3 separate regions of the Mus musculus genome follow, and all the other regions are linked to region 1. A link is a contact called in public promoter capture Hi-C data. All regions are on one chromosome and are shown on one strand. Each heading gives the region's core, a stretch centred on a gene start, on an enhancer-like site or on the middle of the called end of the contact. The rest is flanking DNA. Distances are from core to core; before and after follow the strand shown.

The links. Promoter capture Hi-C pulls out the DNA fragments that hold promoters and counts their contacts. Capture Hi-C pulls out chosen DNA fragments and counts their contacts.
Region 2: a promoter capture Hi-C map of macrophages shows a contact between it and region 1, with 5 read pairs. The contact joins the promoter of Fxyd3 here to the promoter of Krtdap in region 1. A contact is called at or near these places in 12 of 39 promoter capture datasets (the C10 cell line, the HPC-7 cell line, cranial neural crest and 9 more), 4 of 484 Hi-C or Micro-C datasets (bone marrow-derived macrophages, embryonic stem cells and epidermal suprabasal cells), 1 of 115 datasets of contacts at active chromatin or transcription factors (microglia) and 2 of 9 other capture datasets (adipose tissue and liver).
Region 3: a promoter capture Hi-C map of liver shows a contact between it and region 1, with 2.3 times the contacts expected there. The contact joins the promoter of Fxyd7 here to the promoter of Krtdap in region 1. A contact is called at or near these places in 11 of 39 promoter capture datasets (the C10 cell line, the HPC-7 cell line, cranial neural crest and 8 more), 1 of 484 Hi-C or Micro-C datasets (embryonic stem cells), 4 of 115 datasets of contacts at active chromatin or transcription factors (bone marrow-derived macrophages, embryonic stem cells, large pre-B cells and 1 more) and 4 of 9 other capture datasets (adipose tissue, embryonic stem cells, liver and 1 more).

The regions. Positions count from the first base shown.
Region 1 is chr7:30,786,041-30,789,634 of GRCm38.p6, reverse strand. Krtdap (keratinocyte differentiation associated protein) reads right to left here and starts at 1,730. Exons shown (of 6, transcript NM_001033131.4): 1 at 1,613-1,730; 2 at 92-130. The coding sequence starts at 1,708.
Region 2 is chr7:31,074,857-31,078,450 of GRCm38.p6, reverse strand. It overlaps Fxyd3 (FXYD domain-containing ion transport regulator 3), which reads left to right and starts at 1,754. Exons shown (of 8, transcript NM_008557.2): 1 at 1,754-1,830.
Region 3 is chr7:31,049,492-31,053,085 of GRCm38.p6, reverse strand. It overlaps Fxyd7 (FXYD domain-containing ion transport regulator 7), which reads left to right and starts at 1,632. Exons shown (of 6, transcript NM_022007.1): 1 at 1,632-1,730. The coding sequence starts at 1,700. It overlaps Fxyd1 (FXYD domain-containing ion transport regulator 1), which reads left to right. Exons shown (of 8, transcript NM_019503.4): 5 at 25-61; 6 at 909-958; 7 at 1,099-1,153; 8 at 1,271-1,408. The coding sequence ends at 1,121. The region is part of intron 2 of Gm38984 (a long non-coding RNA gene); the gene reads right to left.

The DNA of each region.
Region 1 (3,594 bases), core at 481-2,980:
GAAGCCACCAGGAGGACAGAGGCAGGACACCACACACATATTCACTCACACACACACATGCACACGGAAGAATGGAAAAACAGGTGTTTACCTCTGTTGCGGTAGGGTAATTATTGTAGCTGCTATCTTCCTGAAAAGGGTGACAGAGACAAAGGAGCCTGTGAGTGGTGAGCCCTTCTCCCTAAGACCCTTCCTTCCTCTCCTCTTCCTCTGCCAACTGCCCCTCAAGAGGCACCTGTACATTATCTCTCACTGGGACCCCAGTGCCAGCTCCATTCTGGTCCGGGACACCCAGTTGCTGATTCGTGGGTAGGAAAGGTGGGAAGAGATCCCAGCTAACAAAACCACCTGGTATTGTTTGGCTGTTGATTTTCTGTGTGCCAAAACACCCATGCTTGTTGACGAAGCCCAGGGTACTAGCATGAACTAAGCCCCTAAGGTAAGCTGTCAGCCTCTTGTAGGCTGTGGCTAGTTTACCACGTGGCTCACTGGCCACCAATGCTAAAGTCTTCTATTTGGTAAATATAACTTTCTCCATCCCTAAAGCCCTCTGTCCCTCCATCTTATGGACTCCTTTACTCCCTCCTCTGCACCACAGAGGTCACCAGCATGTGGCCCTCTGGGCAGGGTCCTAGTGCTCAGAGCTCAGCATTTTTGACATATTTGTCTTAAATTTGGATTAAACATAGGCAAGAGGGGTCTGAAGGGATGGTTCACAGGTTAAGAACACCCACTGTCCTTGTAGAGGACCCCAGTTTGGTTTCCAGCACCTGCATTAGGGGCCTCACCACCCCCTTTAACTCCAGCTCTGATGTTAAGCACATTGTTTAGGCCCCCATCGCCTCTGGCATGTCTGTGCACACACACGGACACATTGCACATGCTTAATTAAAACTAAAATCTTTAAAAAACAAACAAACAAACAAAAAAGCCTTTTTAAAAAAGGGCAGGTTTCACTACATAGCCCAAATGAACCTCAATCTCCTAATCCCCCAGTCTCAGCTTCCCAAGTGCTGGGGTCACAATGGTGCTACACTACACCCAGCTAATTCCTGATAAGTACAAATTCATGCAACAGGCTGGCCAAAGCCCCCAGCTCATTTGAGATCCAAGCAGACCCTGCTTTTCCCAAGGCCACCTGCTCGAATCCAGTTGACACCAAGCCCCTTGTCTTAGACGTTTAAAGCCAGGAAGAGCATTCCTCTGTTCCCTTAGGACAGCTGAGGAGCAGAGGGACTACAGGGGTCCTCTCTGTCTAGGGGCTGGGATGCTAAGGAATCTGGGCCAGCAGGGAGCCTCCCGCCATCCGAAAGCTACTCAGAGGATTAGAAAGGAAGGAAAGCTGGATTAGGGGGATCCCAGTGACCTACCTCAGCTTCCGGCTCCCCCCCCCCAACCATTCCGTTCTTCCCAGAGTAGTCTTTCCCCTCCTTTTGCACCAAGCTACATCCCTACACTCTCCCCTTCCTCCTTTCCTCCCTCCTCAAGACCCCAGCTTCTCCTCTAGCTGCCAAAGCACAGCCAACAAATAAGAGTCACTTCTCCACAGAATGGATGGGCAACACTGAGGGGGCAGCCGGGGTCTAAAAAAGGCCGGCACTTGTGTGATTACCGGGTATATCGTGGGATGCCCCAGGGCTGCTCCCTGGACCGCATGCAATGCCAGAAGAGAGAGGAGAGCCACGACGGGAAGAATTGGGATCTTCATGGTGTCCGGTTTGGGCTGCTCTGAGGCGGGGCCTCCCTGATGGCCCTTTATATTAGCAAGGGGTGGCTATGAGAGGGAGCAGGGTTCCCACCCTAGTGACTCATCCCCGGATCATGTCGCCCACCCCTGGGGCTCCGGGAGGGGGAGGCAGACACTGTTCCCAGTATATCTTTGATTTCTCAATTCCCATTACTCCCCAAGCTCTTGCAAGGTGAGGCCACCATGGGTCTTGTTCATGCATAGGGTAATGGGATGGAATCAGGTTGAGCCTGTCCCTGCAAGACCTGGCATCCAAGCAAGCCCTCCTTCCTCTCTTTTTCCCTCTCAGTCACTCTGAGTCCCCCACCCTGCCAAATCCATCTAAAGCCGCCAGGCTGGTGTGTTCCATGCTGCAGGCTCCACCTGCCTCTCCGGCTTGCTACTTTTTCTCTCCCTGTACAAACCACACTGGATAGCTTGGACTCCTTACCCGGCATGCTACCCCCACCCCACCCCCCGGGCATCTGGCCAAGTCTCTCATCTTCCCGCTCCCCTCAATTCCTTCCATTCTTTTCTTGCAGTTTTTTTGTAGTAGGGTCTCAGGTAGCCCCGGCCGATTCACTGTATAGACAAGGATAACCTTGAATGCCCGATCCTCCTCCTCCTCTGAGGCGACTCACGTACATCACCACAACTGGCCAAACTGTTCCTTTATCCCTAAAATGCCAATTGCTCATCTCCAGTTCACAGTACTCAACCTTGTTGCTTCTATTATCCCTAATTTCTCATTTATTTCCTTGATAAGTCTCATACATATATATGTGTGTGTAGTGTGTGTGTTTATGGATGGGGAGAGCGCGCGCGCACACACACACACACACATCTCCAAGGCTTTCTAAGCAAGCTGGCCTCAAACTCACTATGTAGCCAAGGATGGCCTTGGACTTTTGAGCCTCCTGCCTCTACCTCATGCTGGCAACCTTGTACTACTACATCTGGTTTATGTGATGGTGGGACTCAAACCCAGGGTCTTGTGCGTGTTAGGCAAACACTCTATCAACTGAGCTATATCCCCAGATGGAGAACTGTATATTTATTAACCCTCTTTCTATCCACCAGCACCATGCCCTACACACACTGCAATGGAGATTAGGAGCACTAGAACTGCACCCAACCATACCCGGGCCTAGCTCTGCACTTTCCTCTCTCGGTCCCGGATCCTGACCCTGCCTATTATCTAGCTCCTGCCCTGGGATTCCACATAAATGACTGAAGAAGACAAGGAGAGGGGAACCACAAGAAGCAGAAGCAAATGTCCCAGAGACTCCCACCCTCGGAGGAGGGTCAGAACTGTCATGACCTCTGAGCACTTGCTCCATGTCCCTGAACAATCCCACTTCACACCCCACCCTTAACATGTGAGTGTGAGCACCCCAAAGTGACAAAAGAGCACAATGATGCAACCTTCTCTGCAATGAGTTCCAGATGGCCCAACCGGTGTCACAGGCAGGTGCTAGAACAGAGACAAGCAAGCACCGTCCTGGCAGAGTCCCTTATCTGAGGGTTGGGTTCCTTACCCCAACCTGAGGCAGCGCACACAGTTGGCAGGCCTAGGGTGGGAGGGATCTTTGTGAGCCCCAGAGACTGGTACCGCAGTCCCCTGCTGCCCCCATATCCCAGTGCCCTCTTCAGCCTCACGAAGCCTTGCCCAAAGGCACAGATCGTCTTCCACTTTGCCAAAACCATGGGAGAACACAGCCTTGAGGAACACCCTCTTTCCATAATGACCATGTGACTGTGCACATCAGGTGCATCCGATGCTCCTGGAGGGGACAAGAAAGAGAATAAATGGAGCTGGGTGGAGCTCCTCCCCTAGGGTTTTCTGAAGTTTTTGCAAGCAGGTCTGT
Region 2 (3,594 bases), core at 505-3,004, 290 kb before region 1:
CCACAGGGTGCCACTTATCTTAGACAAGATAGTCATTCTCACACTCATCCTGCCTCACAATCTGCTCGCGATTCTCACCTGGTCCCTCTAGCATCTGGGTGCACACCCAGGAGGGATGAAGGACAGAAACCCAAGCTTTCCCACTCCCACCCCACCTAGCTCCTGCTCTCTGATGCATGTAGTTCTATGATGTCCAGCAGAGGGAGACACTCTCCTACTCTTAGGACCACCAAGGGTTTTAGATGTTTTCCCCAGAGGCAGTCGAGCTTCTGGAAGATGTGGCTAGGTACAAAGATGCCCTAAGGGGACCTGGAAGTCTCTTCCCTCCATCCCAGGCCAGACCACTGCCAGGCCTGTCCTTCCTCTGTTTGTATCTCTAGCTGTGCTTCTTGCTTTGGTACTGCCCTGAGGGAGGGCTCCGCTCCTTTATGGGAGGCAGGATGCCTTGTCCTGGCTAGGGCCTGAAGATCAGGAGCTACCAACAGGGAACACAGACTATCATAGTTAAGTGAGCTACATCAGGGAGGGAGGCCTTGGCGAGAAGTGGGGAGTCCTTTTCCTTGCCCCACAGACCCTTGGCCCTAAGTTCCCTTAAACTTTCCTCTCCACACCCACAACAGCAACCTCTCCCAAGCCTGGTGCCTCTGGGTCTCCACCCTACCGCCTTCACCATAGTGTTGGGGGTCGTCTGGAGTCCAGCTGGTGGCCGAATAGAAGCCACCCCTTTCCTGGCCCTGCCCCTCCCGGTGACCCCAATCCTCTGCCAGCCACTCAATGGTGCCTTGTTCTCCATCCAGACCCCGGACAAAAGTTCTTCTGTGTAAGGAGGAAGAATTTTGGGGGAGGGGGCACCTCCAGCAGGGACCATGTGGGAGCCTTACAGACCCCAGGCGGAAGGAGTGCCATTTGGACAGGGGGCAGGGAAGGGTGGGGGCTTGTAGAGTACAGGGAACTCATCTGCAGTAGAGGAAGACAACTTTGACATCCACATCCATGCCCACACCCACTCCGTAGATTGAACGTCCACCCGACATCTCCTCATCTCTGAGAGAAACGTTGAAAGTCAGTTCGGTTTTCAGTCTTCTGGGGCCTGGTCTATGAACCCCAAGAACCAGACCTTCCCCAACTTCTACCCACCACTTGAGTGCCTTCTTCCTATTACAACTTTGGCCTTGTCAGTGTCTTTTATTAACCCCTGCCAACAAAGAATGCAGAATGGAGAGTGGGCTTTAGTTCCCTACAAATGCCAGTGGGTGCATCCCCAAACAAAACAACAACTGGTGGTGCATGCCTTAAATCCCAGCCTGCGAGACAGAGATGGGTGACTCTCAACAAGATCAAGTCCAGCCTGGTCTGTAGTGTGAGTTCCCAGGCCAGCCAGAGCTACATAGTGAGAGCTTGTCTCAAACAAATAAAGAAAAAGCCCCACCCCCACTACAACCTAAATCAGAAACAGATTACATGTATGTTCCACGTTCTCCCACATCGTTCCAGGATGATGGGCGTCTGTCATTAAGGACCCCAGAATCTTCCCCGTTCCCAGTCTCCTTTGATGTTTGGGAGATCAGACACACCCTCTTCCCTCCAATCCTCAGCCCACCCTGGTCCCCTTCCACTTTACCTGAGGCTACTATAGTTAAAGAATGAGTAGAACTGTCTCTTTAAGGGAGGAATGGAGTGGGGGCGTCCCTCGCCTCAGGGAGACCTGACTTGTGCCTGCCTGCCCAGGTTTGCTCAGGGCGTGGCAGTGTGGATAAAGGCTGTCCCGGCTTGGCAAGTCCATACTCTGCTTTCTCCCGGAACCACCTCTCAGCCTGTTGAGCTACTCAGGTGAGTGGCCTTGGGGGCCCCTTCCTCCCTGAGCCTCTGCTCCCCCACTCTCTCTAACTCTCCTCTAACTGCACCTATTACATAGAAACTGGGGTTAAAGACCCCTAAAACTTTCCTGCTTAAAGATTCTTTTATGGGGACAGGAGACTACCCGCCTCTGTCAGCTGATTGTCCCAGATGGCTCACCTCTGTGGGACTGGATTATACAACTGGGGGGACTCACCTGATATTCATAGACGGATTGGGGAAGCCTGGGGGAGGTCTGAGAAGATGAGAAGTCTGGGTTTACCTGAGGTATCTGAGGTGTCAGGGTGTACAGGAAGTGACTACATCGTAATATCGTGATTGAGGGTTTCTCAGTGGATGAGAGTAGAGGGGTGTCTAGGGGTAACTAAGTAGATGAAGAGTAATTTAAGTGCCCTGGGGGGAGGAAGCAGATGGAGGTGTGTGTCTGAGCGGCCAGGTATTATTAGGGCACAAGGAAGATAGATGAACACCAGGAGAGAGAAGTCTGATCCAGGGAAGCTGTAAAGCGGGACTTGGTTAGGAGATGGGGACTCAGATGACAAGGGTGTATGCATCCTACCCTGCAGATATGACCATCCACCGTCCTGGAGTAGGGGAAAACACGGAAGCTGCCCTCTGACTAGCACAGGCAGGAAGCAGATGAGGGGTGCTTAGTGTCCCAGCAAGGCTGGTTCTCTCTGTGCTGGCTCCCACTCTGGTTCACTCAGAGATTGTGGTCCTTTGGGGTCTTGGAAGAGTCTGGAGAGAGAAGTGTAAGAGGTGAGATTCAGCAGCCATATTGATAGAGCACACAGCGTTAGGATGAATTCCCATGTGATGGCTGTGTGGGATAAGAACAGTGTCAGCTTCATCAAGCTGAAAAGACAGTATGAGGGAGTCAGGCTGGAACTGAGAAAAATGGCCGCATAGGCTGGGCACTCAGCTGCAACCCATGCATGTGTGACAGAGTATCAGGGGGCAGCCTTAGACCACAAGCATCCATAGCTGAGACCCCTAACCACTACTGGAGCTCCCCAAAGCTTGCTGGGGCCCTAGACATCTGAGAAATAGTCCCCAAATCAACTACAAGAAATATATGTCTAATCTAAACAAATGGGTCCAGGGTATGTGTGTGCATGGTATGTGTGTGTGTGTGTGTGTGTGTGTGTGTGTGTGTGTGTGTGTGAGTGATAAGTGTTAATTAAGTCCAGGGCCTGAAGAGCAGGCTAAGCAAGCCTCCATTGCTAGCCCCTCTCTGAGGGATTCTAAGCAGTGGCTCTACCACTGAGCCACGCCCCCAGCCTCTCACAGGGGGATTCTAGGCAGGGGCTCTACCACTGAGCCACGCCCCCAGCCTCTCATAGGGGGATTCTAAGCAGGTACTCTACCACTGAGCCACACCTCCAGCCCTTCACTGGGGGATTCTAGGCAGGGGCTCTACCACTGAGCTGTATCTTATATCCTTTTTTTTAAAAAAAAAAAAAAACTTTTTATTTTGTGACAATATCTCACTAAATTGTTCAGTCTGTCCTTGCACTTAGTCGTATCCCAGGCTGGCTTGGAAGTAGAATTTCTCCTGCCTCGGCTTCCCTAGTTACTTGAATGGCAAACCTGTAGCATTGATTTAGATTACTAAAGAAGCTGAAGGATTTCTCGGCCTCTGGGATTGGTCCCAGAGAAATGGCAACGTCTGTGTGAGCATGTGGGACTCCCCTGCACCATCGGTGACTGGTGGCTCCATTCCCAAGTATGTGCTTT
Region 3 (3,594 bases), core at 383-2,882, 260 kb before region 1:
AGCCTATACCCTCCCACTCCACAGGCAAGAGATGTCGATGCAAATTCAACCAACAGCAGAGGTGAGTGGTCCCTCTGGGCCTCCCTCGCTCCTTCCGCAGTGGAGAGGCGGTTGGGGCGAGGCAGCAAGTGCACCCATCCTGCAGTGAACATGTATTAAGCGCTTAGTGTGTGTTAAACCCTAAGACAGGCTCCTGGGCCGGAGCGATGGTCAAGCTCCCTCTCTGCCTGGCCTAGCGCCCAGCCAGTGGGGGCGCTGGGCTCCCACCAGCCCCGCAGATGGAAACTCAAGCGTGGTGAGGCGAAGCTGGGCAGAAGCAGCCGCGCTGAAATGAGATCACCTCACAGGGCGGCCCAGTTTAGCTCCAGTCCCGATCCTCGCGCAGGATTCCTCTCGAAATAAACCTTTAAAGCGCAGAAAACGTAGGCATGCCTTCTGCGTGCTAAGATGATCACAGATGCCTCCATGCCGACCCTCTGGCATGCTTGAGTGCGCACTACGCGCCAGGTGCCCGATTCCTTCTCTATTATGTACTCCTTACCCCACCCGGATGAGGTGCGCTCCATCATCAATCCCATTTTGCATATGAGGAAACTGAGGCACGGGGCGGTAAGGTGACTTAGGGTCACTCACTGGACCCAAGTCCCAAGTCTCCCAAGACGCTGTGACCGTCCCTCTCCCAACAAAGTCAAGTACCTTCCCCAATATCCCGGAGGCCTTCACCCGTGACAGGCTGGGAGCACCTCCTGCCGCACCCCGAAACAGCAGCCGGGCGCTCTTGTTTCTGACGGACCGCGTTCATATCAAGTCCACGGTGGGGGTCGGGAAATAAGGCCTGCATTAGGGGGCTTCTCGGAAGCGGCTGCCTCTCCTGGTCCATCCGAATTCCTCTATCTGTTCCTTTTTAGAACTGGGGAACCCGACGAAGAGGAGGGAACTTTCCGCAGCTCCATCCGCCGTGAGTTCGGGGATACTGCGGGGTTTGTGGGGCAGCTGTTTTCAAGAGCCCCCTCTTCTTGGACTCAGAATGGGTTTGGCGGAGAGTTAGCCCTGGTTGCAGACTCCCCCTTACCCCAGAACTCTCTGCGTCCCTCTCAGGTCTGTCATCCCGCAGGCGGTAGAACCTCCACCTGACTCCAGGAAACTCAGCCAGGTTCTGCAGTTGATGGGAGGAAGGAGGGAGAGGGGTTTGGAGGGAGGGAGGCAAGGGGCCCAGTGCCAGGGTGGGATAGTGGCGAGAGCTTGCCACTTACTCTTTTCACCCCCGCAGAGCCCCCTTAGCACCTGACACCTCTCCCCACCCAGATGCTCGCCTGTGACCACCCCCAGCGTTCCCTGCATCAGCCCTGCCTTTCGGACACCCCTTGCTGCTCAGACCTCTAATAAAACTCGGTTTTCCTTCTTGATAGCGCTTGGTTGATATCAGTGCCTCTTGTGCGAAAACTCGGGAGCCCCCTTGGCCCCGGCAGGGGGCGCCCCCACCCTTGGGGAAGGGGCGGGGACGTCAGCAGTGGGCGGGGGCGGGGGCGGGGGGATGGCTTGGACGGGGGCGGGCTCTTCGGGCCCCCATTGGCTATAGGCCCCCACTCTACCAGGGCTCCCCCCACCTTACCCCACCACATCAGTCTGTCCTGCTTCCAGCTGCTGCAGCCGCGCCTTCGCTGCCTCAGCATTCAGCAACCCCCTGCTCAGGCTCAGCATGGCCACCCCAACCCAGAGCCCCACAAACGGTGAGCGTCGCTTGGGGAATGGGTGCTAGGAAAGAGGTGGGGGAATCTAGGAGCTTAGGGGACAGGATGTAGGAAGAATCCCATACGGAAAGGAAGACGAAGGGGAGAGAATCTGCCCCTATCATGGGCGGAGGCCCATGAGCACATTCTTTGACATCCCTTGGGGTTTCTTGAGCACCCTCTCCCAGGAGATATCCTCCCTGTGCGGGACCTATGATTAGAGAGTGACAGTCCCAAGAGAAAGGATGCGCGGACAGGTTGCCATGGCAACCGGGTGCCTGGTCCAGCACAGCGGTGGAAGAGATGGGGTTTAAAGGTGGGAGCTGAGGGATCTGCAGCCAGAAGAGGTTCTGGAAGACTTCAGCACTCCGAGATGGGCCAGCTAAGGGGGGATTCATTATCTCATGTTTGCCTAGTATAGTGTGGATATTTACTAAATTCCTTGACAGGCAGACATGCTAAGGGACAGAGGGACGATTAAAGGGAGAGAGAAGAGGGTGATGGTGGTGGTGGTGATGGTGTGACCAGAGATGGACTAAGAACGCCTGAAAGAGACAGAGACCAAGAGATACAGGAGAGACAGAGGCACAAAAATCCAGGTAGCAAGCTTTCAGAGACGCATAGTTGGGAGGAGACAGACAGACAAACAGATGGACAGACAGAGGAAGGAAGAAGGGCTGAGATAGAGGAACATAGACAAGTATGGAGGGAGGGGGAACGGGTGGGGCTGCAGCACTGCAGTGAACCTGCATGGTGGGGATGGAATGTTGGGGACCCCCCTCCCAGCCCACATGCACTTATGGTTTCATCCTGGAGATACATTTGTCTCCCCGCATCCAGCCGCACTGGGTTTACACTTCACACCCATTAACCCAGATTTGCGTTCATGTTCACGGGCTTAAACACTCTCTGACTCCGTGGTTTCCTGATCTTCCCCCTCTGTGTGTGGTCCTCTGTGGACGAGCTAGGGGGATGCTTGAACGAGGCTGGGTGGGGGGCAGGGCAGAGGACTGGGGGTTGCTGTGGAGTCCCTGATGATGGAGGAAACCCTAATTCCACTCTTACAGCACCTTTCCTCTTTCCCAGCAGGCGGGGTTGGGGGAGGGGGACTGCTGTGCGGAGCCCTAGCTGCAGATTCCCAGGCAGGGCGCGCGGGGGGGGGGGGGAAGAGGGGCTGCAGAGTCTGGGAGCCACCCCAGAGAGAGGGGGTAGGGCTGAGCCAGCAGGTCTGGCGGGAGCCCAGGGCTTCTTTTCGCAGAGGTGGTGGTTAGCAAGATCGATGGCAGCAGACGGGTAGAGGTGGGAGGGCAGATGCCTCGCCAATCCCCTTCTCCCTGTCACAGGCTGACAGGGGACCGCAGGACTTGGGAAACCCCGGGGGAGGGAAAGCTCGGGTGCATTCTTCTTCCCCAGCTTACAGAAACAAATTAATAAATTGTTGAGGGAAAGAAGGGAGATGCGGCTCTTGCCAGAGAGCGGGAGAGAGAACAGAATGGGGATGTGGCCATACCTGGGTCTAGGTCCCTATTTTGGGGAGTGAAAACACTCAGGTTGGCCAGAAGCCAGGTCTCCAGGTGCAAAGAGGGGAGGTAAGATTGCCCAGTTCCAAAACATCACACAGGACCCCACCCAGCCTGGAATACCAGGACCCCACCACCTCGAAAGATGCCCTGGTTTCCATAGCAACCACCTCCTTCCTGATCTCTCCCTGGCAGCTCGCCAAGAGTGGTGTACATTGCTTTTCCTGCCTCCTGGCTCCACCCGTTACTCAGCCACACCCTAAAGACTGGGACTGCTGTGGACAGGGGGATCCTCAGAGGATTTTTGGAGGAGCCCAGCAAGATGCTGGGACAAGCATCTACCT